5 separate regions of the Mus musculus genome follow, and regions 1, 3, 4 and 5 are each linked to region 2. A link is a contact called in public Hi-C and HiChIP or PLAC-seq data. All regions are on one chromosome and are shown on one strand. The core of a region is the stretch at or near the end of the contact, and the rest is flanking DNA. Distances in the headings are between cores, read along the strand shown.

Region 1 (4,871 bases), core at 1,099-3,598, 650 kb before region 2:
ACAGTCTTAAAGTATCCCCTAGTGTGCTTTCGTAATGGTAAAGAGTGTGCTTTTGTGTAATGGGACTCCTTGGAAATAGCAGGGAGGGTTACGCAACATAATGTACTAAATGGCACGAAATGGTATGCTTTCAAGCAGTTAATGGCTGCTTTATGCCATATTCATTTTCTCTCAACTTGAAAAAAAATTAAAAACAAACCACAAAACAACAACAAAAGAAAAACCCTAAAGAACGAATCCACAATACCTGCATGCGCTGCTGGGACCTGGAAGCCCTAATCTTAGAGGTTGTACCTGGGTCGGTTTCATCTTACAAAATGTCTGACTTGTTTCAGCCTTTGAGTCTTGGTCCAATTTTCACCTACGTTTTTTTTCCTACAAAAAAAACAAACAAAAAAAGGCTAACGATTTTCTGGTGGTTGGCAGGTAAACTGTAACTGGCCCTGGGTGACTGCTCCTGGGTGAGATGGCCCAGCATCTGATCTCCGTTCTAGCGAGAGCGCTGAGGGCTCCACAGCTCCTGGACTGAGAAGTGCATGTTGTTAGTAACACCTGTACACTCTTTCTAGATGTTTTGCATAATGCCACGTTTTTACAATGGAAGTCATCCAGGGTGCTCTAAAAAGTCTGGCTAAGTAAAAGTCTTGTTTTCTTTCCATAAAAGAGATATCTAATATAATTTTTTTAAAAAATCAAAATGACCTAGACTGGAACTATTTTAAATTATCAAAGTTTTCACACAACGACTAGTGTACCTTCAAAAAAAAAATGGGACTATCCTTTTCTTAACTAATTTTATTTGAAAATAGATGTTTTTCATTCAATATGTTCTGATCATGGATAGAGATGGACCTAAAATTAAAAATTGCTGGGGAAACAGGGAGGGGGTTTTCCCTCACATTTGCCTGTCAAGGAAATGCCTCTCGTACTTATTCATTAATATTAATAAATAAAGTGCAATTCATCATTAAATAAAGTGCCAAAGTCACAAGATTATTAAGAACAGCAGCCCTAGAGTTTGTTAAGAGACGCTTTTACAATCATTGGTGTGTGTGTGTGTGTGTGTATGTGTGTGTGTATGTATGTGTGTGAGTGTGTGTGTATGGGTGTGTGTGTGTGTATGTGTGTGTGTGTGAGTGTGTGTGAGTGTGTGTATATGGGTGTGTGTGAGTGTGTGTATGTGTGTGTGTGTATGTGTGTGTATGTGTGTGTGTATGTGTGTGTGAGTGTGTGTATATGGGTGTGTGTGTGTGTGTGTGTGTGTGTATGGGTGTTTTGCTGACACGTATGTATTTGTACTCTGTGCATACCTCGTGCCAGCAGAGCAGAAGGAGATATTAGATCCCTCGAACTGGAGCCACAGATGGTTGTAAGCCGCCAGATGAGCGTCGAGAATCCAACATGGGTTTCCGTGAAGAGTAACAAGTCTAACTGCCGAGTCACACAATAATTGAAAATCTTAGGATTAGCTGCCTGTGAATTTGCATCCTTGTGGGAGTTTTGCTATTTATTCTCATGTTAAAGCCATCCTTTTGTTATTTTAGTGATTTTTTTTTGTTGTTTTTGTTTGTTTGGTTGGTTTTTCCAGACAGGGTTTCTCTGTGTAGCCCTGGCTGTTCTGGAACTCACTTTGAAGACCAGACTGGCCTCGAACTCAGAAATCTGCCTGCCTGCCTCTGCTTCCCGAGTGCTGGGGTTAAAGGCGTGCGTCACCACGCCCAGCTTTTTAGTGATTTATTTATCGTGCGGGTATGTGTGCATGCACATATAATTAATTGCACATGCTGCAGAGACCAGAAGATATCTTCCTTGATCACTCTGTGCCTTTGAGGCAGGGTCTCTCTCTCTCTCTCTCTCTCTCTTCAAACCCGAGGCCCACAATTTCTCAGCTATACTGAAATCCAACCAGCCTCAGCAAGCCTTCTTAGTGCTTGGGTTATAGATATGTACTCAATGCCCTGCTTGTTCTGTGGGTACTGGGATCCGAACTCTGGCCTTCATAATTATACAGCGAGGACTCTAAACTGCTGAGCTATCTCTCCAGCCCACGTTTTTCTTTTAGCCACGAAGATACAGCTGCTTCCTTAATGTCTAAATGGATGAAACCTCACTCGTCAGGACAAGGTACACTAGGGAATACTCAATAGTCACAGTCCTAGCTACATCAGAACATGGCCAGGCCTTCAGCGGTGAGAGAAACCAGCCACATGGTCACAGGAGATAGGATAGTGAGCTGTGAGGTAAGAACTTAGAACGATGGCACGTGAGACCCTAGCCAGGGATCCCTCTGCATCTTTAAAGATGAAGCAAGTCACACAGAGACGCAGAGGCATGAGAGAGAATGAAATACTCCCAGGAGCTCATACACGCCCACCCTCCACCAAAACACTCAAGTCTTTGGTCGGGCTCTGCTCTCTTACATCACTTCCTGTTTTTGACTTTGCTGTAGTACTTGAGCTTTGAGTGTGTGTGTGTGTGTGCGCGTGTGCGTGTGTGTGTGTGTGTGTGTGTGTGTGTGCGCGTGTGTGTGTGTATGTGCGTGTGTGTGTGCGTGTGTGTGCGTGTGTGTGCGTGCACGTGTGTGTGTGTGTGTGTGTGTGTGTATTGGTGCACAGCTGGAGCTTTACTATTAGCATGCATCTCTAGATCTCTAGTTAGCTTCTTTTTTTTTTTTTTTTTTTTTTTTTTTTTTTTTTTTTGGTTTTTTTTTTTTGGTTTTTTGAGACAGGGTTTCTCTGTATAACCTTCCCTGACCTGGAACTCACTCTGTAGACCAGGCTGACCTCGAACTCAGAAATCCGCCTGCCTCTGCCTCCCGAAGGCTGGGATTAGAGGCCTGTACCACCACCATCTAGGATGGACCCCTCACTTGCATTTTTAGCCATCTGTCAAACCTCATCTACGATCACCTTCTGGGATTTGTGTTTCTAGCTGCCTTGGGAGGAAGGAGATAAACCAAAAAAAAAAAAAAAAAAAAAAGGAGGTGACAGCTGGGTGTTGGACTCAAAATTCAGCTCTGTCCCTCTGGGTTTTCTGAGCCACTGTGATGTGATGACAACGGGCTCCTTCGAAAGATCAGATAACAGTCCCAGCTTTGCACCATTCAAGCAAAGCTTATCCCTAGAACCCGAAGATGACACACTTTCGCTTATTACTAGATTCAGGGGACCCTGGGCAAGGACTTCAGGGGATTTCTCTCTCTGTCTCTCTCTGTCTCTCTCTCTCTCTTCTTTCTTTGCTTCCTGGAATGGAACCTCCGCAGACAGATTCATTTCAGTATTGCAGCTTGAGATTAGATGCCTTTTCTACTTGCTGGCCTTCATCTTTGTTGTTTACCAACTAGATCTCACGAAGAGAAAGGCAGACAGCATTGTACTTAAAGCAGAGGTGGAGGGTGGCCTCAAAGGAAGCGTGGCTCTTACAGTGTCTGGGAAGAGAAAGACCAAGGGAGTCCCCACAGTCTGCTTAGATGGCATCTGACCATGAGCGATGGGAGGAAATGACTGCCCACCGTGTGCACTTCACCCTCCCGTCGTCTTCCTCTGCTTTCTCAGGCTGAGGACAACCCAGGTGCCTGTGCCAAGCATTTGGCCTGGGGAGGAGTGACAGCAACACAAACTTACAGGAACGCTGCCTGCCTGAAGACAGTTTCTCATCTCTCTTTCTCTCTCTTTGCTTCCTCCCAGGCTCTGGTTGCTTCAGCAGGGTCCACCCCAGGGGTGGGGGGTGGGGGTGGGGACTCTTCTGTCTGTCTTCCCTGGAGAACAGTCTCTCTTGACCTGTCTCCGCAGGTCTCTTTGCTCAGTCTTACTTCTGTCTCCTGCCCTTTCTTCAGAGCTGGGTGAAACTGGTCCTCAGCAGTGTGAAAGTGGATTCTTCATGTGCTTTTCATCTTGCTGAGTCCCGGCAACATTTTATCCTCTTCTTGCTGCGAGATTGAGGAGCAAATGGGGTCAGGGGGTGAGGAAACGATAGATTCTTTTGTTGTTGCTGTTGTTCTAGGACCCCGCTATGGAGCCCATGGTGGCCTCATGGTCACTATTTTTCCATCTCATTCTTCCAAGGAACTGTAAATTTGCTGCCATGATTAGATTTTTTTGAGACTTTTTTTTGTTTTTGTTTTTTGAATAGCGGGACAGATAAATGCATATTATGTTAGAAAATTTCTTCAATACACTTCAGAGTATTGTGTGAAAACATAGTTAATCTGTACATCAACGCATCTGTTCATTCTCCAGCAGGTAAGGACTGAGCCCTTCCACGGTGTGCCGCCATACTTTACAATAGCCTGTGCTGCTTGCTGCGAAGGAGAGAAGAGATAAAGATAAATTGTTGGTTCAAGGCTGTGCTACTCTTGGATTTACCAACAGAGAGGACACATGGACGATGATCTTTAATGAGAACAATAGAACTGTTTCAGAGGCTGTGAAGGACACCACGAAACCCAGGACAGCAAGCGTGACAGATCAGGGCTCATGCTTGTACTCCACAAAGCTGTGGTTCCCCTCATCTCCAGCCCACGTTAGCTGTCACAGTGGCTAGCGGGCTGCTCTCTGCTGTTAGTAGCATCTCTTTGTGGGAATATCAGTGTGACTGTGGACAGAGGTTCAAGCTGAATTCTATTTATAGCATCTGGTGAGTCATTTATGTCACCTTGACAAAAGCCAGCTCCAGAGCCAACTTGCCATTACTCTATTAGAAAAGCATTCTCATCGGAATATTCTGATGAAACCAAAAGCAAGCTGTAAAATCCTCCTCGCAGCTTGCATGCCTGTCTTTTCATTGGCCTAATGTGATAATCCTTACACTCAACACTGCACCATGCGACAAGAGCACCTGTGGCTCTCAGTGCCTCTCAACACGTAGGGTTT
Region 2 (4,384 bases), core at 1,459-3,958:
GCCGGCACTGTGGGTAAACACCATGACTTATGATCCCCACGCTCACTGGTGTTTCTCTCCCACTTTGCAGCTGTGGAATAAAAGGACTTGAAGAAACCTGAGTCTGCCGGGCAGTGGTGACACATGCCTTTAATCCCAGCACTTGGGAGGCAGAGGCAGGCGGATTTCTGAGTTCGAGACCAGCCTGGTTTACAGAGTGAGTTCCAGGACAGCCAGGGCTACACAGAGAAACCCTGTCTCAGAAAAAAAAAAAAAATCTCCTGTGACCTTGCTTTGGAAGTGCTAGCCGTTACATATACCAACAGCCTGTGTAGACTTGAGCGCTGCAGTGGGCAGAGGTGGAAGGGCTGCCCTTCACCTTCCTGCTCAGGAGGCCGGCTGTCGCCAGCAACAGTCCACTTAGCTAAAACACAGCTGTCCCAATACTGAAATGCAGATTTTTGGATTTTGTTTTGTTTTTGTGTCTCTATCTGCACACGTTCCCCTCTAGTTTAGTAGACCTGTCAGTACTCATTTCTTTTTTGTCACCGGTAGAAATAACTGACGTCGCGGCTAAGCAGGTTTGGTTTGGTTTTATTTTATCATAGGAACACAGCTCGTGCGGCGCCCTGTACTGAGTGAGGCGTCCTCACATATCCACCACTCACTGCATACTTCCCTGGCTCTCTCTTGGCCCTTTCCGAGGGTCCTAGGCTGTTCCCTTGTTCTCCTTGCTCCTTGGTGTGTGATTTCCTGCTAGAGTAAGCTCTTAGACCCGTCTGGGAGCAGTCTGTGTCTCACGGAACCCGGGTCTTTCCCACAATTTCTCTTCTGGACACCACAGGCATGAAGAGTCTCCTTAGTACAGCCACCCAGAGTCTACACTATTAAAGTAGTTCCTATCTGTGCTAATGAATGACCTGTGCTAAGCAGTAAGATTGTGTTGGGACACTAGTAGTAGCTGCTCCTGCCACACAGGAGCACCCTAATCACAAGTAGAATTTGTGTACTTCTCAAATTCTGGTAGTAAAATGGATGCCACTAAGAGAGAGAGAGACAGAGACAGAGAGAGAGAGAGGGAGAGAGAGAGAGATATTATTAATATAGCCCAGGCTGGGCGTGAAGCTTGCAATCCTCCTGCTTCAGCCTCCCAGGTGCAGTTGTGCCCCAAGCCTGGTTTATAAAATCAGGTTGCCTGCTGAGCCATCCTCTAGGACACAGTTAACCCTTTGTACTACTACGTAGCCTATCAACTTTTTAAAAAATGGTAGGGTTCTGAGCGTCATTGAGCGCCATGTCTATGTGACTTCGTTGTGCAAAGCTGAAATCTGAGCCCGTTTTTGGGATTTTCCCAGAGACTAGAGTGTATTAGGGTGTTTCATTCCAGACTAGGTGGTTTATATTTGTAGATTAATTTAGGAATAATGAAAAAACCCTCTTAATAAATACCATTGAGATCTTGGCTTAGCTGGTTAAAGAATCGTGAAAATGCTTCCCTCACTGAGACATGCCTGTGGCCCTTGGGAGTTACAGCCTGTCACTTGGGGCAGTATTAGGCTAGCACTAATTGTCTAGTAGCTGCAGAGGGACCCAGTGCAACCCTCCTGCCTACTTTTATTGTTCCTCCCTCGGTAGCTAAGTCCTCCCGGAGTCCTGACTTCTTTATTCTATCTGCGCCTACAGTTTTGTTTTACTTAGTTTTTTCTTTGTTACTCTGATCCCACTCTTTATGCAGTGACACTTTTCAAGCATCCTACTTTCAAACTGCAAGATGTCCAATACCATCTCGGTATAGAGTGTCTTTGAACCAAGGCACACTCTTGGACCAGCCAACTATGAACTCAACAGGGAGAAAGCCCCTGGGGACTGCCCCCCACCCCTACACACATACACACCTCTGATACAGTATATCAGTCCCAGCACACTTGGCTCCTCCCATAGGAAAGTGCTGAAAATGCAGTCCGTCCTGTAAGATCTCCCAGTGCTGTGAGGAAACCAGGAATTTAGATCGCGTTGCAATGGATATGTAGCCTGCTAGGATAGAATAGCTAGTGACTACAGAATACTGTAGGGAATTTTGTATTAAAGACGTGAGGATAGGAAACTTTGCAGATTGCGTGTGTGTGTGTGTGTGTGTGTGTGTGTGTGTGCAGACTATCTGCAAAGACATGTATAAATTGTCAGTGTTCTTAGTGCTGTAAGAACGGGGCGTGCCTGGCGTGTAAGGCACTCCAGGAAAGGGGCCTGGCTTATGGAACTGATGAACCCATAGTAAGCTGCTTAGACCCAGACATTAATATAATCATAATAAATAATATAAAAACGACCTCTTCCAAGACAGAAGGGGACTCTTGAAGCACCTAGAGTTTCACAGCCGTACTCCATACGTGTAGAAAAAGCTAGGGAAACCTAACATCAGGCTGAGGGGTTTTAAAGTTCTAGATCCAGCATAAAATGGCCTGGGCTCCATGCACCCGGATCAACAGGAACAGTCCTGTCGGCTAGTGTTTGCCTTTCAAACTCATGTCACTGCAGCCTTGTTCTTGCTCTAAGTCTTCCAGTAGTTCTCCCCAGAAGTATTTTGGCTTTACTAGAATCAGCTAACTTAAAAGGTCAGACATGTATAAACTATTTTAGCTAAAAGCCCGTATGTTTCTAGGTAATAACAGCCATGGTACACTACCCCCCACCCCACACAGTGTGGTTAACCAGCCATCAGAAGTTCCTAGTAGCTTCAAGGCTTCCTGACTATAGTAGCTTTGGTTAAAAAAGGAAGCTCGCATTCTACTGTAGCTGTAGTGTTCCTTGGCTGGCAAGTCGTTGCTGTGTACATGTGCACACACAAATGCCTGACCACTGGAGACCCTGCTGTCTGTCTGTCCGTGGATGGACGACAAGCTAGGAGCCTGCTGTCTGTGGATGGAGCACAGGCGAGGCTATGAATAAACCACAGTGTAAGCACGGGAGGAAGATTTGGTTCCTGCTTTCCACTTCAAGGACAACGGAAGCAGTGTGTGTGTGGGGGGGGGGGGGGGGGTGTTTGTTTTGGTTTTTTTGTGGCATGAAAAATGGGATGTACTGCATGTTTTGTTTTGTTTTTCTGAGATCTCAGCGTTTGCAAATTATACCATTTTACAATCTATGAAGGAAAAAACGGTCACCTAAAAATTTACATGTCATTGCTCAGAGCCATTCAGATTTCAGATGACAGAGTGTAAAAAATGTGCATTTTAGAATTAACTATACAAAATACTTATGAGAAGGCTAAAACTCTTTGTTTATGTTTATAGATTGATTTAGGAATGATGAATTCTCTCAATAAATAACATCAGAGTTCCAGACGTAATCACAAGTGCAGAGTGATAAAAATACTAACATGGAAGTCATTCAGGGCTAGAAGTGGTAGGGAAGCCCTTAGGACTGCTGAAGCTGTTAGTAAAAGATAACTCGTTTCATCTGAGGCAACGGTCACTCGGTACTGCCTGTGCTCTGATGCACAGTGGATCGATGAAGCGTGTGCCTCCGCGTGAGGAGACGGGAGAGAAGCAGGAGTGTGAGCACCTATCTCCTCTGAGCTGCTCCCAGCCTGAAGGAGGCTCCCTGAAAACGCCCAGCAAGGGACCCTCACTTATCAAGGCTCCAGGAGGAGACAGTTGTCTCCAGTAGAGTTTGCAGTTGGAGGGAGGAGGAGACATGTTTGTAAGTTGCAGTGATCACTTTGAAGGAGAAAGAGCTGAGCTGGGAAAGGGTGAACTGACGCAGTCTCTGAGTGGCTGTGTAGAAGTGAATTCAGTGAGAAGTCAGGTGGGACATAGCCTGTCCAGGACACCCCAGAGCCTTGTGTCCTGGGGCTGGAGAAAAGGCAGGAGGGTGAGCCTGGGAGACTGGGGTGGCAGTGAGAATAAGCCAGCTCCAGAGACCCTGCCAGACCTGCGCGCCCCGTCTCCCCAGCAGTTGTTACTGCAGCCTGGAACCTTGTGACTCTTCATGGCTGAGGGGTTGCCCGAGGGTCCTCCGTTGGTTTCCTTCCAGAGCCTTGATAAGCATGCCTTGCTTAGAGTTTTAAGGAAGCTTCCTTCAGGAGGAAATAGGTACCCACTTTCTCCTGTCTTCTCCCTTTACCTCCTGTCTGACTTTCTTACATCCTCTTTTACTCTGTCATCACCATCGTCATGGTAACAACATCACAGTACGGAATCAGCAATGGAAACAAATCCTGCTAAGTAAATGAACCGTCATTTAAGCAGCCTTTCCACCCGGCGTTCCCTCTTGCTTAGGAACCTTTTTTTTTTTTTGAGTAGCAGGATGTCTGCTTTGTAGCCTGCCCTGTCTTTTGCAGGATTCAGGTCAGATGTAGAGTGTCAGGTCAGATGTAGAGTGTCCTTTTCTTCCCACGGGCACCTAG
Region 3 (4,463 bases), core at 155-2,654, 750 kb before region 2:
CGTGTAAAGAAGTCCTGAGGAGGACTGGGAGGAGTTGATAGGACCTCTCCTGCTCAGTCACAGAATGGGTGGGTCCCCTCAGACTTTTCTGACCATTGTTTTGGGTGGGATTTGCCCATCTTAAAGAGTAGATTTGTATGCAGGGACAGCCCTTGTTTGATGGTACTTGTCTTAGTGCAGAGCTCTTTAAGTGTAAGTTCTACCTCCCATTGCCCAGAGCTTTCTTTTTGAGTCCACAGTATCTTCTGACATCCTAAGCTCTGGGCTAGGCTTGGATTTCCGTTTAGGCTAAATTTGATTTTTATTACATTATAGTACACGTAATGTAAAACTTGGTACTAAATATTTGAAGGTGTATAGTTCAGTGATCTTAAGAACATTTACCAAATTGTGTAACCACCACCGCTCTTTTCTCCCCCTCCATGTGGAAGCTCTGTGTTCTTTTAATCAATTGTTCCCGGGCCCCTCCTCCCATGGCCTCTGGTAACTACCGGACTCTGCCTATAGATTATTATTCAGATTATTTCACAGAAGTAACAAGGCTGGGGAGGCAGCTCAGAGCCCGAGCATGTTTCTAGCATGCACGAGGTTTTACGTTCACTGCAAAATAAAATAGGTTAACCTTACAGCCTGAGTTTTCCCAGGGGTATCTCATTTAGAAAACTTTTTCCCCTAGTCACTAATGATATCAAGCACTCGTCTGTTGTAGTTATTGGCCACTTGCATATCTTCTTCAGAGAAAGAACTTCATCACCCATTTTAACATTAGATTGTCTTTAATGAAGTTCAGTTTAATATTGTTTGGGGTAGTTGCTTGTGCTTTGAGTATCATATTTTATAAGAACCCTCCATAAATTCAAAGTTGTGGATTAGTTATTTGGGCTTTTGAAGGGTTTTATACTTTTAGCTCTTATGTTTAGGTCATTGATGCATCTTGGTAGACTTGTTTTAAGTGGAAGTTGAGAAGTTAGAATTGCAGGTCAGGGCACCCTGGGTCAATGCGAACACACATTTTCAGTTTGGCTTGCTATACTAGATCGGTTTCTATTTTTCCTTTCAGCCAAGACTGTTAACTCTCATGCCCTGCAGTGTGACCTGGAGTCTCTGACACGAAGGACCTCTTATACTGTTTGGGTCATGGCCAGCACCAGAGCTGGAGGTACCAACGGGGTGAGAATAAACTTCAAGACATTGTCAATCAGTGAGTACTGGCTTCAGGCCTCATTCTGGAGTTTACTTCGGGTTGGAAATATTTGACAGGAGCAAGGAGAGCCAGCAGAGGGCAGCAGAGCATGGCTTCTCCTGCTCTCTCTGGCTCACTCACCTCCCAGGAGTTACTGAGGAGCTGGCAAAGGGAGGGCTGAGTTAGACCAACAGGCCATTTTGATCCTTGCTGGTAAGCAGCCACAAATAATCTTAAGATGAAGCAAGCAACATCCACTTCAGCCTCAGCCACGTCAAAGGCTGTTGCCTGAGCTCACACTGCCCAGTTCCTAAATGTCAGGAGTTGTGCAATAGAACCTGGGAAGGAACAACTGGTTGATCAGAGGTCACTGACAAGGGACTTAATGTTACCATCTGCGGTGGGGCTTTTGTTTCGTTTTGTTTGTTTGTTATGTGTATTCAACTTATCAGCTTTTACGTTGAAAACATGAAAAGCAAGACAAATTTGTTAGATATCACATATAATGTGAAATATAATAGTTTAATAATTGAGTAGGAAAGCTGAGGGCATGTAATAGACAGAGGGAAAAGAAGAGGAAAGCCAGTCTGGTCTACAAAGTGAGTTCCAGGACAGCCAGGGCTACATGGAGAAACCCTGTCTCAATCAATCAATCAATCAATCAATCAGTCAATCAATCAAAATTCAAGCAGCATTGACAAGTTTTGCAATAACTACTATAAACCAAAAAAGTCATCTTGATGTATCTCAGAAGCCCCTTGTTATTTATGTTCCTGAAGACTAAAGTAGACCGTGGCTCTGAGAACCATGAGCAAGATAACACGTTCTGTCCTGCAGCCTAACAATGCCTTCTTGGTATTCTTTTTGATACAACTTCTAAAATAACTTTTTTTTAAAAAAAATAAAAATCATGTTACAGCTTCAGAAGACTGGGTACAAGTTGTGTCAGCTCATGAAAATTTCTCTCAGGATCAAATTGAAGGCACAATCCCGTGCTGGACCCTTAAAAGTTCTCTCCTTGTTCCGTAGATTTGAGGACAGACTACTCTACTTCCCTCCTGGGTCCTCCACAACCCATTCTCCTTTTTATGAACGACTATTTATTATTATTATTATTATTATTATTATTAATGTGTATATGTGTGTGTCTGAGTAAGCTTATGTACACCACATGCCTGCACTGGTTAGAACAAAGTCTCGCATCGCTTGCAACTGGAGTTGAGTTGCAGGCAGTCGTGAGCAGCTGTGTGGGTGGAGAGAGCTAGACTTCTGCAAGAGCAGCCAGTGGTCTTATGACCATCTCCCAGACCTCTAGAACCGACTCAGGCACAGCAGCCACAGTTTAAAGTTCTAGATTTTCTGAACTCACCAGTTACAGCTTCATATTTTAAACAAAATACAAGCTACCCTCCCCTTACCTCATTTCCCATCACTTTCTGACTCGGTTTCTCTCCCTCTTCAAAGCTTTGCATCTCCCTTTGCTTTTCTGCAAAATCCAGGGCAGACTCTAGATTAGATCTAGCCAGGCAAGGTGATGCACGCCGGTCTCCGCACCCAGGAGGCTGAAACAGGAAGGTCTAAAATATAAGGCTAGATCAGCCTACACACAATGAGACCCTATCTGGAAAATTAAATAAGTGATACATAAATAAATAAATAAATAAATAAATAAATAGAAGATTAAGAGGCTAGCCTCCCTTCACTTTGCCCTAAGTACTCTATTTGATCATCTATTTTATCTGAAGTATTTTTAACATTATTCTATTACTTAGGGTCCTCTAGGAGAACAGAAGTGATGTGGTTTAAGTGATTGGAAGCTAGGTTCTTCAGCAGTGGCATTCACCATGCAGGGACCCCGGTAGCCACTCGGTCTGAGAAGTCTGAATCTTTAGAACAAGAGTAGGAGTTAAGGCCGCAGTCCCCGTCTAAAGATGGATGCCTGGAAGCTCTCTTCAGAGTTGTGTCCAAAGGCTGGCTAAGCTGAAGTTGGAAATCTGTGGATAATGACCACAGCAATCAGTGTTCGTGCTCAGGGAGAAGAGAACTTGGGTGCACTGACCGTCTTCCTCTTTTTCGACTTTTAGCCCATCTGGTAGTGGTATTGCCAGCCTATCAGATGGTATTGCCTGTGTTTAGGGTGGACCCTCCCCTAAGTGTTCTCCCATGTCAGTTCTTTGGACTCACCCTCACAGACACAATAGCATGCATGTATTTGCCATTCTGTAGGTATCTCTTAGTCCAGGCAAATTGACAAGTCAAAGCTTACCTGTCAAAGTTTATCGTGTGAGTTTTTCTACCCCAGGATATACGAAGCATGTGAGTGAGGATCTGATTTTTTTTCTTATTTGTTTGTTTTATTTCTCAGAATAATGGGGGGGGGAGGCTAATAGTTATGCTAGTAATTACTGACTAAATGGATGAAGTTGGAAGCTAACCCTGACAAACACAACAGCTATCAGTACATAATATGTAATACTTGGAGATGTCAATGAAACCCATTATTCTGTAAAATATAATAACACAAAAGAAAATATATCAATATCTATCATGTTATATAGGGAAAAGACAGCTAGATAGGGAGCCAAAACCCCAGTGGTTTCAATAGAAATAAATTAAATTTAAATAGGAAATTAAAGAGAAATGTTGCTAAAGAAAAAGAAAAACTAAAAAGAAAAAGTTAATATTTGATTCTTGTCAAAAGAACTTTACTGACAACTGGTCTTTTGTTCTCTTTGTCACAAAGGTGTGTTTGAAATTGTCCTTCTAACATCTCTAGTTGGAGGAGGCCTTCTTCTACTTAGCATCAAAACAGTGACTTTTGGCCTCAGAAAGCCAAAGTGAGTTCATGATTAACACTGAATGTCTTAACAATCGGCCACAGAAAGCAGCAGGTGCCATCCTGGCACATGGTATGAGAGAGAACTCTGCCCCAGGGGAGGGCTGGCTCATTCATTCATTTGATCCATATGTGTGAGAAGGATTAAAGGCCATACCCTCAGACTCATGAGGATTCCCACAAACAAGAAGACATATTTGTGCAGGTCTGTACCCCAAATCTAGATTCTTCTGAGGCCAAGGGAGCACTACCTATCCCATAGGCTCTGCCTGCCAATGTCTGTCACTTGAGGCTGGAGCAGAAAGGAGACTGAGCCCTGGGTGTTAGCCAACTGGATGAGAGCACAGGTCTGTTCTTTGTGATATAGAGAGTGTGTGTGTGTGTGGGGGGGGGGTGCTGGCTGCAGGTACATTTGTCCTGACTGCTCTTGCCAGTGTGGGGAAA
Region 4 (4,745 bases), core at 2,004-4,503, 550 kb before region 2:
CATCTCAAACCCTAAGCATTCAATCACTACCAACAAGAGAGGAAAAGGATGCTGGACCATTCATACTGCTTTCGGAGTAGACGCCGTGCAAGGAAGGTTTGAATAGGGATGAGATCGTCCTATAGATGTGGAATGGCTTGCGAAGCCTGGGTTTGAGTCTAGCTTTTCCATTGTCTTTGGGGGAGCTAAGCTGCTGCTGGAGCTTAATTCCCACCTCACTGCTGAGTGACCTCCCTATGCATAACAGCAGTGGAGCGAAAGGTTCAATGGCTGTAGCAGGCTGAGAATTCCTTGCACAGAGGTTTGAAGGAATGGGCTAAGACTGTGAGCAGAGCCTCTCTTTTACACTTTCTGAATTCCAGATTCATTCCTTTGTCTGATAGGTAGTCATTATAAAAATAATTGAATTGGGGTGACGCTTTCCGTTTCTGTAATTGTCTCGCCTCTGGGTCTATTTCCGTTCTGGCTGCTTTATGGATGGGAGTGAGACTGTTGCCTCTCTGTGTCCCTCTCTAGTGGTCGCTTGTAATCTCTAGCGTCCATTTGGTTTGCAGTGGGTGTCGACATGGGAGTCAAGAGATGAGCTAAGGCAGTGGTTCTCAACTTTCCTCACGCTGTGACCCTCCTGTTGTGCTGACCCCCAACCGTAAACTTGTTTTTGTTGCCACTTCATAACTGTATATCTGCTACTATTATGAATGGTAATGTAAATATTGGATATGGAGGATATCTGATATGCGATCCCCAAGGGGTCACGGCCCACAGGTTGAGAGCTGCTTAGCTGGAGCCAGTGTTGCTCTCTCAGCTAGCCCCAAGGTAAATGTCTCCTCTGCACTCAGACAGGTTTTCCCTTGTGGATGCATTGGAATGGCTCCCAGGAAAGTGAGGCGCAGGGAAGACTGGAATAAGGGTAAACAGAGAAAGAGCCCATGTCACAGCCTGGGTGGCCCCAAGATTGTGAGATGAATCCCTGTCACCATGGGCTTCTCACATTCTTTCTCGATGCAATCCCTGGCTCTGGGGTTGACCTTCGAAGATGACATTAACCAAGTGTCCACACGTAGGATTTGGTGGTCAGTGGGAGGAACAAATCAGATTAGCTTCTGGCAATGAATGATTCCTTGACCCCTTTAGATGAAGGGGTGGGAAAATTTTTCTGTTTTTTTTTTTTGAGAATGTAAGTTTTGTTTTGTTTTGTTTTGTTTTGTTTTGTTTTGTTTTGAAGCATAGGCTGGCATCAAAGCTGTGGTTCTTCTGCCTCAGCTTAGGACAACAGGTGTGTGTCACTGTGCTAGGTACTGCCAGTTTCACTGGACTTTCCTTGGTTGCTACCTTTTAGAACCTCCTGACTTCTCTGTCTGAAGGGACAACCTATGCTCTTTAACTATTTGATTTTGAAGTCTTCAAGACTCATTGGTCTTCAAAGTTGGTCACAAATATCCAGATGAAGAGCTCTCCCTCTCCTCCCTCTCCCTCCCTCTCTTCCCCTCCCCTCCCTCTATTTCCCTCCCCCTCCCTCTCTTCCCCCTCCCCCTCTCTGGCATGGATTCCTTGTCCCCTTTAGATTAAAAGGTGTTATTTTTTTCTGCTTTTTTGGGAGAATGTTTGTTTTTGTTTGTTTGTTTTGGGGGTTTGTTGTTTGTTTGCTTGGTTGGTTGGCTTTTAGCATCTTGCCATGTACTTCTGTCTGGCTTTGAACTCGTAGGGACTATAGGTTGCCATCTCTTTCTCTCTTCCCTGAAACTCACCACACTGCTGGCTAAAGCCACCACAAAGCATTCCTGCGATTCAGCCTGAACTAGAGATTAGATATTCTCTGTGAAGTCTGCTGACCCCTTGCTGTCCTGTGGTGTGGAGGTCATCTGACTTGGTCACCATCGGCTTCAGCTCTGGGACACTTGCTGGCCTCAACCTTGTTCTCCTAGAGTTCCAGCATGATGCTATGGTGGCTAGAAACATTTCTTCTGACATCCCCACTGGAACCTGTTCAAATTGCCTGCGATCTCAGAGCAGCAGCTCCGGGCCACTACACACCAGGTATCAGGACAGCAAACAAGGATCCCCAGCACCTGTCTTCTCTCACCTATGGCCATGACTGAATAACAAGAGATAGAGGACTGCTATTAGAATCCATGCTTCCTACCAACAATCCAGGGGCCTTGGACAAGTTATAACATTCTTGGAGCCTCATATGTACACTGCATCCTGCCCTTAGCCTATAGAGAGATTCAGGTTCTCTGGTTTGCATCTCTATATGTACAATGAAGAACATACCTTCTAATTCCTCAAGATTCGCTATAATTTTAAGTGAGTTAATGCTTATGATGAAGTCACTCTCATGTGCCCACCCCTAACTTTTCTATATTGGTTTATTTAAAAACAAACAAACAAGCAAACAAAGACCTTGTCGAGTCTTGTCTTTTCTGGGTCTTGTCTGATCACCCTCAGGTGATTCAGGGGGCAGCAGGAATCAGCTAAAGACATCATAGGAGCAGTTTCTTGACCCTGCAGGCTCCCAGCCCTGCAGCTCAGTGATGGCAATGAATGGAGATGCTCCCCCAAACCAGCCACCTCCCCTTCCTGTCCCTAATGCCACCTGGATGCAAGAGTGTGCTATACTGAAATATCCTCATCAGGCTACAGCATTAGTAACTTATAGGATCCCAAGGTAGGGAAACCTTTTGGCTGTAGTCAAGAGTGATGAAAAGATCCAGAACTGCTGGCAGTGTGGCAGTGGGGGAGAGAGGGATGAAAAAGAAAAGAAAAAAAAAATCTGCCAGTTACCATGGAGACCATGAAGCAGTCCTTCAGAGCCTGGTGGATTCTTCCAGAGAAAAATGTTTCTTGCCTTTCAGTGCTAGCGCCTACAGGGCTGTACAAACACAATTCTGTCTCTTTGAGGCTTTGTCCAAAGGATCCTGTCCCCACTTTTACCCAGTCAAGGGCACAAGGGAAAAAGCTCAAGAGAACTGAAAGGGAGAAAACTTGGGTTTGTTGAGAAGCTGAGAGCTCAGAGCAGGCACGGCTCCTCTGTGTTTGTCGGGCTAATGTATAAATCAGATATCCCTGTGTCTGCTCCAATCCCCACTGCCCTGGCCCTTAGCTGAGGATGTGAATGCAAGCCAATCAGAGAACCTGAATCTCTCTGTAGGCTACAGGCAGAATATAAGCGTCCCTCTGGACTGTTTAAAAGCAGCTTCAGTCTGAGGCTTTCTTGTTAATAGCCTCCAGTGAGTGTCACATGGGAGGAGCATGCTGTTTGAAAACGTAAGGGTCAGCAGATTTTTAAGCCAGTGTAAACAGCTTTTCTCAAGGTCTCTGGGAGGGTGGCTGTTCGTACTGCTTACTAATATGAAGAAAATACAGATGGATCTGCACTCACAAGTTGCAAAGGGAGTTTCTGGTGGAACTGAATAGCCTGAGTTCAATTATGCAGTCCCAAAGCAGTCTGTTTCCTTGAGTTTACACAACCGGGAGTGGATGTTCTTATCCCAGCATCCTTTGCAGTGAACAGGTATTGCATGATGCTACAGGGCTGTGTGCACAAATAACTGTGTGTTTGCATGTACCCTCTGCAGACCTGTGTCAAGGTGGGAACTGGTGGGGTGGCAATAAGGGATCCTAGTCTTTAGCGCTAGCATGAGATTGATATTCATGTCTGTCTACAATCACACACACTCAGCCTTAATGCTTTCTGAACACAATGTATTAGGTACCGTGATCAGTACTATGGCTAATAAATTTTCCTCTAATTCTGCCTCTCCTTACTTTCTAGAAAAGAAACTTATCTGCCTTGACATAGGAACTTGTCCAAGACAAAGGGGTTGGTCAGATGAGGCCAGATTCAAGTTTAGCCTGACTCCCCGCCACTCTTGACCTCAACCTAACAAGGATCTTAGGTGACATTTGGTTACATAAATAAAAACAAGGTGAGTGAAGAAATTAGTCAGAGAAAACCGGGGCAGACGATGGGAAGAAAAGATGACCTACAGACCTGTGTGTGTCATAGGCAGGTTTCAAACTGAGGTTTGAACTTTCTAAGCACAGAAAGTGAGACAGTGGATCATAAACCACACCACAGCGTTCCTATAACACAAATCCCATCTGATTTCTCTGGAGAAGCGGAGCCAAGCTGCCCTTAGCGAAACTTTTTTCCTGTGGTTTCTTATATAGGACTTTTGAAGATGCTGTAATGAATAAAATATGATCTGATTGTGAGCCAGTAAATTGTGTAAGGCTGTTGTTTCTCATAAGGCCTGGCAACACAGGCCAAGGGCTTGCCGATAAAATATGATCATTACAATAAACTCTGCAAGGCCCACAGTGGCAGCTCTCAGGAGGACAGCAGATTCATCGGGCAGGTTTTCCTCATGTGTGTCAGTTTGTTCCCGTATTTGTCACAGTCCCTCATCTGTGAAGTGAGGATACAAGTATGACTTTGTATGTGGTGTATTACATGGGTCAGAATTGAGAACGCTCTATGAATTTTGCTCAGAGCATGCTCGTAACAGTATCAACCTCCACATCACCATGATCTTCATCTTCATCACCACTATTATCTGCTGTTAATTTAAGTCAGACCTAAGCACTCGCTATGCCTGTCTGAGGTTATACCTATGTACAGCCTGGTGAGATGGCTCGATGGGTAAAGATGTTTCCTTCCAAGTCAGACGACCTAAAGTTGACCCCGAGAACTCACAGGAATGAAGGAGAGAACTTCTGAAAGTTATCCTCTGGCTCGCCAT
Region 5 (4,363 bases), core at 1,075-3,574, 730 kb before region 2:
TCATCTCCCTTGGTCTACTTATCTCTCAAATGCTGGAATGTCCTTCTCAGAGTCAATAAAATGGAGAACTCAGAACATCTTCCACTCTCCTGTGGTGACAACCCTACCCAAACACCCACACTGAGCCCTTTGTATGGGAGAACACGTATGCAGTTTGTGGGAGAATCTTTATATATTCCTTTAAGAAAAAGCAAGCAGTAGGAGGCTGAACAATCCTCAGTAAGAGAACCATTTCCCTCTAGGGAAGCAGGATGATAATCCTTTTGAACAGGAAGGACTTTTATCCATGTACACAGTGCAGTCAATCAGCTGGGAGACTACATCAGAAGGCAAGCTGGGCTTGTAGTAGTGTGGGACTTAACCAAATATTCCAAAGAGAGGGTTTTGTATAAAGCTCACTATAGATTTGAAGGGGTGAGATTCACTCCTTGACTAGGTTGTAGGTGTGATCCACCATGTTTAGATTAGACTTTAGTAGCCACGACCTTTCCTTACCTAACTAGCCAACTTAGCTTTATGGCGAGGCAAACATGGACATACAGCAGCACAGGCACTGACAAGCCACAAGGTGGCGCAGTACCTCTATATTTGGTCCCTGAGCACAAGGGACCATGGACTGGGATGAAGATGCTGGGATTCCAGAATTTATGTAGTAAGTATGCAAACTGTCGGCTACTGTCATGTCTTCTGTTATTGAGGCCAACACTGTGTACCAGTTTATTCTAGCTCCTAGTCCATTATGCTAAAAGAGCATTTAACAAGTCATAAAACCCTCATAAAATATCATCTATACTAAGACCCATGCTAACCAACACCAGTACTGATAAATGCTGAAACGCCATACATGACGACACTCAAGACGGTGGTGACCGCAGACAGAAAAGACAGCAGCTTCTTTCTCAGATTTATTTAAAGGGTTAGAGATGATATAGTAAGACATTTATGGCAGGGTCAACATAAACATGATCGCTTTGGTTATACTTCGCACATGCAACTTACTACAGAGGTAACACAGGTACAAGCTTCCATGTGAAACTGCACGGGTGGTGGTGGTGGTGGTGGTGGTGGTGGTGGTGGTGGCAGGAAAGGAGAGAGAACTGTGCGCACGTGGAGTACAGCTAAGAGCAAAGGTGTAAGAAGCCATGCCTAATGCCTACTGCCGCGCCAGGCTAGCAAAGTGCATTTGCTTTAAAGTCTATCACACACAAGCATTAAGGCTACAGAGCTTCCAACCCCTCCAACATCCCTTTCTTTCTGGCACGTCACATTGTCCTGCTTACGTAGCAGCACTTGCAGTCTGCAGCAACCAGACTAAGCGAGCAATCACAGGACTAAGAATTCCTACCCAACCAGCCTGGTACATTTCCATCCCAACCCTCCCTCACCAGCATTGACAACTGGTTAAGTAAAAGGAAAACAACAACAACAACAACAACAACAACAACAAAACCAAAACTGACCAGTTTGTGGGAGCTTACAGGTGGCAAAAAGCCCTAAGAGTTAGACCGAGTAACATCTGGAGCCTGCCATCACCTTTTCCTCGTTAACTGAGTGAGCATATGCTAATCTGCATGTGACAGGAAAACAAACTTTTGTCTATGAACTACTTATACCGTTTGCCATTTGATGGCTGTGTTCTAACTCATCGAAAGGCACATTTGAAAAATGCAATCTTACCTGGGCAAAGTAACCTACCAGCAGTACCTATAGCCGAAAGCTAGCCCAAGAGGTTATTTTTAATAATTGACCTTTACTTTTTATTTACTTTTTTTTTTGCAGCTTATTGATTCTACTTATCTCATTAAAAACTTTACTAGACAGAAGTTGTGTTAAAAACTTGCTTTTAAAAGAAACTCAGGGACATGAAACAGAAGAATGAACGTAATAGGCTAAAGTCTACTGGCTTGTTCTACTTGGTTAATATATGTCTATAACAATGAGGCATCCTATGATTACTAGGTCTAAATTTATGCCATAATTTACTAATTATGTGAGTAGAAAAAAAGAGACAGCTTTAAAAATAGTATGTGATGTCTAATTAGCAGTCCTACTTTTAACAGCTTTGATAGTGTCCCATGAAGTGGAAACGTAAGTGTTCTTTGGAAAGTCAGCTGTGTTGGATGTTTTGCTAAAGCAGACACGAGAAGGAACGTTTCGCTGAAGTGGACACGGGTGAAAGGATGCTTTGCTAATGCATGTGAACGGGCAGGTGATGGGTTCTTTGTTCACTACATGCCTCAAGTGTTGTTGAACTCCATCTGTTGGGCCTCCATAGAGAGAAACACTAAAAACTTCTGATGTGGTTCTGGTGGCTTGCAGCTTCCGCAGACGCGGGCTGATTGGCAGAGTGATGTCAGCTGATACAGACTCACACACAAGACCCGAGGTGAGCCCAGGCCCGAGGACACTTGATATTTGGAGGGAGTATATACAGGACTCAACGGATGGTGATGGCCTTACATATCTTCGTTTCACTGAGAGGCACAGCTGAGAACTTCGAGTTCTTCCTGCTTGACTTGTGCTGAGGCCGAGGCCTGGCCATTCCTGCTAGTTATGCCACTGCTGCTGCTATCCTGACACTACTACCGACCTGGACTGCTGGTGTAGCCTTGACATGTTTGCGAGTGGATGGAGCTGCCACTGCTGACCTGTCAACTGAACAGCTGATTTTCTGACAGTGCACACAGGAGTTGCTCCAAAGAACCATTTTTTAAACAGGTCCACTTCCCCCACATCCTTTCTTTTCCACTACCTCTGGTGGGTGGTGGGCTACAAGGGAGGCTAAAGCATTTAAGAACCATTATTACAATTAGGGTTGAGGAAAAAAAAAATCAAAAACTACAGTCCAGTAAATCCTTCTACCTCTTTAACCCTTTAAGTTCACAATAAGAACTACAGTCTCACCAGACAGTGGTGGCACAGCAGGCAGGCGGATCCAGGACAGCCAAGGCAACACGGAAAAATCCTGTCTTAAAAAACCAAAATACCACAAACAGAAAAACAAAACAAAACAAACCCAAACAAGCAAAAACAAACAAACAAAACCCCCCCGAAACCGTCCATCCTGGCCGAGCTGATGACCACAGCAGAACTGTGCAGAGATGGAATGATCTGAAGGCGGGAGAACGAGGGGGGCAGGGGCTGCACTTTTCCTACTTCTGCTTCTCTGTGCCCCCGAGTAGTGACTCATGCTTTTCAAAGGACTGAGATTTTATGTTTGAGTGAGGAAAAGATGGGAACGCTAGGTTTTGTAACGGCGACTCAGCATTAAACCTTCCTTTTTCTTTGAGTCCTCGAGAGGCAACTGCATGGGAAGCAGTGGACTAGCCCTGGCCACAAGCCAGGCTGCTCTCTGGTGCGCCTTACACTACATTTTTACACACGAAAGAATACGAGCCCACGGGCAGAACTAGCTTTATTAGACGGTTTTACAGAAAGACGCCAGATTACTTTCTCTGCTACCTAAGGTACAAGGTACAGCATCCAGATTATTCTAAAACATGCTCGAGCGAAGTCTGTATTCAAGATGAACTTTAAGATGGGTTTTCTCTTAGAGCAAAGGGAGGTGCTCCATGGTACATCTTCTAAATGAACGTTCCTGCAGTGAGCACACCCCCTCCCTGCTGGCGGAGGCCCTGGCTCCCTGGGACACTTTCTGTCTGGGATTTAACGTGCCAACTTGCTTCCAGGAGGCTCTTCCTTCAGTGGCCTCTATGTTCATGCCTGAACTCACGCTGGGCTACCATCCCTAGCCAGTACAGACTTCACACTGCAACGTTCACAGCACCACTGTCTGATATGAGGGAAGTCACAGCTGAACATGGATAGAGTCCCATAACTAGACTGCTTACTGTGAGAAGATGAGAAATTCAGCAAGTGTTAACTTCCTGGCAGATATATACATAGAAAACTCAGTCCTAACTGGGATCAGGCTTTGACGTCCAACTTGAATGGCAATGGTGCCAGCCTTGTAGTGTGAATTCTGGTCTCTCTGCCCCTGACCTGGCCTTCCTGTGCCCGACTTTCACCATCTCCCTTCACTTCCGGCATTTTGGCAATTCCAGGCTGGTTTTGCCAAGGAGGCAACTGAATATACCAGAGCAAAGCATGTACAGTCTCACGAGGATTATACATGTGAAAGAACACAGAAAAGGACTACCCAGTATAAAAATATAAATGATAACACATCAGCAAGTAGAATATAAACAACCTTCTGAGAGTAAAAGGTGAAACTGCATCCAACTAAGTGCATATCAACTCCTCCTAGGCACTGTGTGGTAACCGCTATAAATGATCTGGGTGCCCATGCTCTGAAACTTCAACCCTTTTCCTGTGAGCACACTTAGTGATCAGCCTCTAACGG

The links. A called contact is a pair of places that touch in the nucleus more often than the background predicts. HiChIP or PLAC-seq counts read pairs in DNA pulled down with a chosen protein or histone mark.
Region 1: a contact with region 2 is called in an H3K27ac HiChIP or PLAC-seq map of microglia, with 4 times the contacts expected there. The contact joins two enhancer-like sites. A contact is called at or near these places in 6 of 115 datasets of contacts at active chromatin or transcription factors (double positive thymocytes, embryonic stem cells, large pre-B cells and 3 more).
Region 3: a Hi-C map of bone marrow-derived macrophages shows a contact between it and region 2, with 16 read pairs. The contact joins two enhancer-like sites. A contact is called at or near these places in 1 of 15 datasets of contacts at CTCF or cohesin (the NIH/3T3 cell line), 75 of 484 Hi-C or Micro-C datasets (the 3T3-L1 cell line, the AML12 cell line, B cells and 45 more), 4 of 115 datasets of contacts at active chromatin or transcription factors (embryonic stem cells, fibro-adipogenic progenitors and large pre-B cells) and 1 of 9 other capture datasets (embryonic stem cells).
Region 4: an H3K27ac HiChIP or PLAC-seq map of microglia shows a contact between it and region 2, with 7 times the contacts expected there. The contact joins two enhancer-like sites. A contact is called at or near these places in 1 of 484 Hi-C or Micro-C datasets (Sertoli cells), 2 of 115 datasets of contacts at active chromatin or transcription factors (embryonic stem cells and microglia) and 1 of 9 other capture datasets (embryonic stem cells).
Region 5: a Hi-C map of bone marrow-derived macrophages shows a contact between it and region 2, with 17 read pairs. The contact joins two enhancer-like sites. A contact is called at or near these places in 3 of 15 datasets of contacts at CTCF or cohesin (the NIH/3T3 cell line, hippocampal excitatory neurons and large pre-B cells), 56 of 484 Hi-C or Micro-C datasets (the AML12 cell line, B cells, the C2C12 cell line and 36 more), 3 of 115 datasets of contacts at active chromatin or transcription factors (astrocytes, differentiating embryonic stem cells and embryonic stem cells) and 1 of 9 other capture datasets (embryonic stem cells).

The regions. Positions count from the first base shown.
Region 1 is chr13:112,425,223-112,430,093 of GRCm38.p6, reverse strand. No RefSeq gene overlaps it. Among named protein-coding and RNA genes, the nearest start is that of Gm33905, 16 kb to the right of the region's middle. Within about 2 kb of position 2,348, at least 78 of the 459 cell types and tissues checked have an H3K27ac peak or open chromatin away from gene starts, as enhancers often do. A contact at or near this core is called in memory CD8 T cells, microglia and thymic regulatory T cells, where this site is marked.
Region 2 is chr13:111,777,160-111,781,543 of GRCm38.p6, reverse strand. The region is part of intron 1 of Map3k1 (mitogen-activated protein kinase kinase kinase 1); the gene reads left to right. Among named protein-coding and RNA genes, the nearest start is that of Map3k1, 30 kb to the left of the region's middle. Within about 2 kb of position 2,708, at least 97 of the 459 cell types and tissues checked have an H3K27ac peak or open chromatin away from gene starts, as enhancers often do. A contact at or near this core is called in CD8 T cells, DN3 thymocytes, bone marrow-derived macrophages and 5 more, where this site is marked.
Region 3 is chr13:112,527,017-112,531,479 of GRCm38.p6, reverse strand. It overlaps Il31ra (interleukin 31 receptor A), which reads left to right. Exons shown (of 17, transcript NM_139299.2): 14 at 1,061-1,201; 15 at 3,927-4,020. Among named protein-coding and RNA genes, the nearest start is that of Il31ra, 51 kb to the left of the region's middle. Within about 2 kb of position 1,404, at least 33 of the 459 cell types and tissues checked have an H3K27ac peak or open chromatin away from gene starts, as enhancers often do. A contact at or near this core is called in bone marrow-derived macrophages and granulocyte-monocyte progenitors, where this site is marked.
Region 4 is chr13:112,329,904-112,334,648 of GRCm38.p6, reverse strand. The region is part of intron 4 of Ankrd55 (ankyrin repeat domain 55); the gene reads right to left. Among named protein-coding and RNA genes, the nearest start is that of Gm41065, 24 kb to the left of the region's middle. Within about 2 kb of position 3,253, at least 117 of the 459 cell types and tissues checked have an H3K27ac peak or open chromatin away from gene starts, as enhancers often do. A contact at or near this core is called in microglia, where this site is marked.
Region 5 is chr13:112,505,877-112,510,239 of GRCm38.p6, reverse strand. Il6st (interleukin 6 signal transducer) reads right to left here. Exons shown (of 17, transcript NM_010560.3): 17 at 3,380-4,363. Among named protein-coding and RNA genes, the nearest start is that of Il6st, 44 kb to the right of the region's middle. Within about 2 kb of position 2,324, at least 31 of the 459 cell types and tissues checked have an H3K27ac peak or open chromatin away from gene starts, as enhancers often do. A contact at or near this core is called in CD8 T cells, DN3 thymocytes, bone marrow-derived macrophages and 1 more, where this site is marked.